Linked DNA regions of Phocoena phocoena: region 1 is linked to region 2. Evidence: chromatin contacts called from public Hi-C data. All regions are on one chromosome and are shown on one strand. Each heading gives the region's core, a stretch centred on a gene start, on an enhancer-like site or on the middle of the called end of the contact. The rest is flanking DNA. Distances are from core to core; before and after follow the strand shown.

What was found. A called contact is a pair of places that touch in the nucleus more often than the background predicts.
Region 1: a contact with region 2 is called in a Hi-C map of kidney, with 7 times the contacts expected there. The contact joins the promoter of GAR1 here to the promoter of SEC24B in region 2. A contact is called at or near these places in 2 of 2 Hi-C or Micro-C datasets (kidney and lung).

Annotation. Positions count from the first base shown.
Region 1 is chr5:109,427,237-109,429,950 of mPhoPho1.1, reverse strand. It overlaps GAR1 (GAR1 ribonucleoprotein), which reads right to left and starts at 1,418. Exons shown (of 7, transcript XM_065878101.1): 1 at 1,130-1,418; 2 at 583-796. The coding sequence starts at 784.
Region 2 is chr5:109,120,356-109,123,256 of mPhoPho1.1, reverse strand. SEC24B (SEC24 homolog B, COPII coat complex component) reads right to left here and starts at 1,626. Exons shown (of 23, transcript XM_065877347.1): 1 at 1,500-1,626. The coding sequence starts at 1,626.

The DNA of each region.
Region 1 (2,714 bases), core at 169-2,668, 310 kb before region 2:
TCCATCCTACCTTTTTGATAATTACTCCAAAACTCCTCTAATTAGGTCTTTTTCTTGACTCCCCCCAGTAGTTTCCCTTCTGAGCAAGTTTTTTTTACTCACTTCACTTAGTTATGAGTAGCAATTAAAAGCATGGGCTTTGGGGTCAGGAAACCTGGCTTTGTATCTCAAATACATCACTTACTGATCACTTCTCACTATGACCCGAAAAAAGAAACTTAACGCTGAATCAGTTTTCTTATCTGTAAAATAGGGACAGTAGGGGTAAACGCACAATATTACGTAGTTGTATCTCCCTTTCAGCCCAAACCCAAATTCCATCTCCACGATGCATTCTAACTGTCCTTCAGCTTTCTTATCTCCCCCTTACTTCTACAGCACGATTATACGTCACTTTACAGCCTCTCCAGAGGCTTGACTCCCCGATCAAGTAGCAACCTCCGTAGGAGAGAGAGCTGCTGGATCTATCTTTCAGCACCTGACTCCCAGTCAAACTTACTAATAACACAAACCCACAACCTCCGGCCCCCGACCCCACTCCACCCTCGCCACCCGGTGGGCCAAGCTTTGAAGCCTACTTACAAACTACTTGCTCTGGAGGTCCGTGGTCCTGGCCTCTGTTAAAACCTCCGCGGCCGCCCCCTCGTCCAAATCCTCCTCTGCCGCCGCCGCCGCCTCTGAAATTGCCGCCGCCTCCACCTCGGAAGTGGTGGTTGCTGCTGCCGCCGCGACCGAAGCCGCCACCTCGACTAAATCCTCCGCGACCTCCCCCACGAAAAGACATGCTCGCTCCCACCTGGTTAGAAAAGCAGGGCGTGCCTTTCAGTCACTGTGGCCTCTGGGGGCACCACCGAACCCCTCTGAGCCTCAGTCAGAAACCATAGAAGTAGACAACAATAATAATAGCAACCCTGCCACCTCACCCAAGGCGGCCAGCGACGAGCCCGAAGAGTGAGCGTCCCCTCCCCATAGCCCTGTGAGCGCTGACTATCCACTCACCAGCCCCGTCACCCCTGGTGAGTACTTCCTCCCCCAGCTGGCAGCAAGGTCTTCAGACGCATTCCCCCCCTCCCTCCGCTAGGTTCCACCTCCAGCATCTTCAGACCGCTCTGCCCCTCCCGCCACTCACCGGCGCCACGTGCACCTCAGGCCCGGAGGCTCACACCCTCCCGCCCGGTACTTCCGCCGCACACGAGCCTCTTCGGCCACCGTACCGACACAAAACGGAGGTGGGGAGGGAACCAAATAGAAACTCGAATAACTGGTTCAGAAAGCCAGCCAGTCACCCGCGGAATCAGGGACGCTGTCACCTGCCCGAAAACGCCTTCAGCGATGGAAGGGTATCAATAATATCTAACGTCAACCGCTACTTTACGACAGTTAGGTGCAGTTGTCTACGGAGAGCGGAGGAAGTGACGTACAATAGCGGCGTCCTTTGCAGCGTGACGTTGCAGGAAGTGCCGCCCCGCGGTGTTGCCCTTGGCGATGGCTGGCGTCAGGGACCGCGCCTGTCCCAGCGGATCGGCTTGTACCTGGTGGCAGCTGAGTGGCAGTGCACCCTGTCCTCTCAGGCTACGCTGCAGTCCCCTCGCTCGTCAGTTGGTTGCGGCTCCAGCAACTGTGCTGCCGGTGGCTCTGAGGACGTTTGAGCCGCGCTCTGCCGGGAGGTGGATCTGGCCGCGTCGGAACTTGGTGGAAGGGCTTGTCTGCGTTCTTTCGAATCGCTTGTTTCTTCCGGATCTTTCGAAGTACGCGAGATTGTGGGCAGTACTGTGCCCGTCGTTTTGTACTATGGTTTCACGAAAGGAAGAAAAAAAAGTGTGTGTGCGTGTGTGTGTGTGTGTGTGGGTGTCTGTGTCCTTTTAAAGAAACTGTTACCTGACAGAAAGCCAGACCATGTTTTTGTCTTTTGTACCAGATAGTTTATTCCTTTGTCAAGTACGTTTTCAGCCCCGCAGGACACTGTCTATACCACAAGCCCCTCTCATCTTCTGTCTTTAAGTCCTTGATATTTGACTTCAACTTCCGCTAAAACTTCTCTCCCAAAGAAGGCTAGCGACCTTCTATTTGTTAAATTTGGTTGGTCTCTTTTCACTCGAATCTTCTGAGACCTTACCTTGATATTTAGCGCAGTCAACCGCCTCTTTGAAAGAGGGTGGGGATTGGTACCTTTTTTAGAGGGTTATTTTCATATTGGAAGAACTTCGTAAACTTAACTATGGAAATATTAGGAATCACAGTATGTCTTCTACACTAAAGTGTAAGCTTCTTGAAAAAGCATCAGTCATACAGATAAAAAAATTTTGGTAAATGAACTTTTATTCAGATTTGATAAATGTACTTTAAATTCTATACATCATACAGAGGTAGAATTATTCATAACTGCCCTGCTCTATTTTACTCTGTTTACGTTCAATGTTTTATCTCCATTTGGTGTCCCAGTATTATCCTCAACTTAGTGTGATGAAACCATTGAACTTTTATGGGACCTTCAAGATTACGTGGTGCCCCTTTATCTTATGTGTAAGGAACTGACAGAGAAGCGAAGTAACTTCTCCAGCTAGTTAGAGGGACAAAGTGGAACGATGGATTCTCACAGCCCTCAGTCCTTTGCTGTACCACCAGCCCCAGTCTCACTCCTTGCTCTCTCCAAGTTATTCATCATTCCAGTTACCTGTTTGTCCTCATGGTAGCATCATACTCTTGGTTTCTGC
Region 2 (2,901 bases), core at 377-2,876:
TAAAAGACTTGGGATCACTTCCTAAATTATCATGTTCTAGTTCCTCCACACACAAAGCTATTCTAAAAACAAAACAAAAACAAGAATTTATATCAAGTTTACAAGAACAAAACCTGCTCACAAATAATATCTTCATGTATGTTCAGGACAGAAGTACAAAACCTACTACACTGTTCACATTCAAAACCCACAGAGTAAACAATGACCAGTTAAAGTAAAGCATGTAATACTGACAAGTATGGCTGATCCAAAGGATAAGGCTAAGCCATCACGTTTGACTTATGAAAAAAATTCAACTTCTGGTTCTCAGGATAAACGATAAACTGCAAGCTTGAAAAGCATCAGTTATAAAATTTAGATGCTGGCTGAACTGGTTTATAAAGTCTAGTAAGTTTTCATATCACAGATTGGATAAAATAGGTCAGTCCAACAACCATTTTTAAAGAGTACCAGCAGACCTTGTTCTCTTTTACAGAGAACCAGACATATTCTTAAGTATTCAGTCCATCACTTTCGAGAGTTCTCATCTAAAATGTTATCGTCTATAAAGGGAGGCCCCCTCTCCCCCGGCCCCAGCCACGAACACTCCAAATTTCAAGATGAGGGAATACTAGAGCCGATCATTTTTCAGCTGAAACTCGCGCATCCCCAAAGCCCGCGACCTTAGTATGAAAGCGCTTTCACGGTGCATTGGCTGCTGCCGGTATGAAGGCCTTGCCTCAAACAGGGCCAACTCTGGCACGTTTTTGTGTTTTTGAAAGTGAAGCTGGGGGGGGGGGGGGGGCGGGGGGGGGGGAAACACCCAGATCTAAAAGTATTCGTTTAAATCCGTTTGACACCTGCTCCCTTTCAAACACGACCAGCAAACCAAACGCTCGAGTAGCGGCCGCAGCAGCAATGACAGATCTTGAGGCCGAACTGGGTCAGGGTTACAGTTACACTTGTGTTGCATCTTTACACCCTTTGTCTACAAACTTGGGCACTAACTTCAGTTCCCTTCCAGGCAGCGTGCTCGCCGGGCCTCAGAAATCAGAGCAATTTTCCTGAGACAGGAAGGGCACAACCCTCCCAGCTCCATGGCTACACCAGCCTTCCACGGACCACGCACTCTGCGGCCTCGGCTTTTCGCCCGGTATCTGGGCGAAGGGGTCGCCCGTGGAAACTCCCCTGCGCCCGGGCTGGATAAAAGGGATTTCACGCGGTGTCTGGTCTCCCCCTTTTCTATGGCCCCTACTCGTCCCCGTGGTTTCGGGCCCGGGGTCACACTACAGAGACAGCCCTGCTCCCTGATTCCCCGGGCCGGCCCCCACGCCGGGCCGCCCCTCCCCCCCCAGCCCCCCGAAACCCCCCGGGGCCGACCCCCGCCGCGTGCCGCCCGCCACCCCGCCCCGGCAGCCGCCCGCCCTCCCACCGCCCTCCCTCCCGCCCCGCCCGATTCGGCCGCGCAGGCTGCCCCGCCAGCACTAGGCCCCGCGCTCCGCCCCGGCCGCCCTCCTCACCGTTCTGCTGGTGAGGCCCCGGGCCCGGGCCCGCGGGCGCGGCGGCTCCTGAGGCGGCGGCTCCGCCAAGCTTGGGCGGGATCCGGGAACTGGCGGCCGGATGAGGTGACCCGGCGGGGGCCGACATGACGGCACTGCGGGCGGCGGCCGCGGCTCCGCTTCGGGTAGTTGGGCGGAGGGAAGGGAAGGGAAGGCGGAGCCGGAGCGGCGAGAGGAAGAGGAAAGAACGCGCCCGGCGTCACCGACGGAGTCGCCCGGGACCGTGGCTGGAGTGCTCGCGCTCCGCCCTGGAGCCTAGCTCGGCCGCTGCGGGCGCCGGAACCCCTCCCGGCCCTGCCCCGCCGCCGCCTCGAGCCCCGAGACGCGGGACTCCCACCCCGCGGGTCGCTCCCGGCAGGCGCTGACTGTGCGAGCCGCAGCGCCCCCTGCAGGCGGAGCCCGGCGCGCCCAGGCCGGAGGCGGGGCGCGGGGCGGCAGCCTCCCAGCCAGCCCTGCGACCTCGGGCCCAGGCGAACCTGCTGTCGCCTCGGGGCGAAAGGGGTGGACCAGGATAGACGGCGCTGGGCCCGCTCCCACGTGGGGCGGAGGCAGGAGCGCGGCGGGCCTGGGCCGGGCGGTGCGGTGCGGGGACGGGGTTCCAGAGCTGCGGGGTGACCTCCGGAGACCAAGGCAGCGCCTGGCCGGACTGACCCAGCTCACCCTTCCTCCGAAGAGGAACCCTGGGTTTGGCTTTTTTTTTTTTTTAATCTTGAGGTGTTTTCCCCCTTAATATTAAATCCTAAAGGAAATAGACATTCAAGCTCCCTGTCCGTAGGGAATTATAATCCTGGGCAAAAGAAAAGGAAATATTTCTCTATGATAAACACAGTATCTCAATAAGAATTGAGAACTTTTCCCACTGACTTAAATCCTGGGAAAGGAAAGGGGGAAATGGAGTATAAGGGAAGCTGAAAGGCAAACTTTATCGTCCTCATGATTTTTGCCAAGAGTTGGCTCATCCTATTGATGTTCAGAAGAGAAGCTGTAACACCCAAAGCAAGAACTCAGCGTGGTTTGTCTACGCTAGTGAAATCGTTGAATCTCTGGCCTGTCCCAGCATGTTAACTGGTAAGCAAGCCCTGGCAAGCAAGTCATTTTGCCATCTTGGAATCCTGAGTATGCCACAGTCATTCTGTGTTTGTTAGAAATGAAATTGTTCAAAAGCGTCGAATTCCGAATGGGATGTTGCAAGGTTTTATTTCTGGAGCGATGTCTAATTACTGAATGATTATGCCAAACATAAAGTGTGTTGTAGTCCTAGAATAATGCGAAGCTTCCCTTTAGTTGCTGCCGTGAATTAATGATACTTGGTGCTTTAATGCACCAAATGAATTACAAATAGGATTTCAGTAGTTGGATTTGT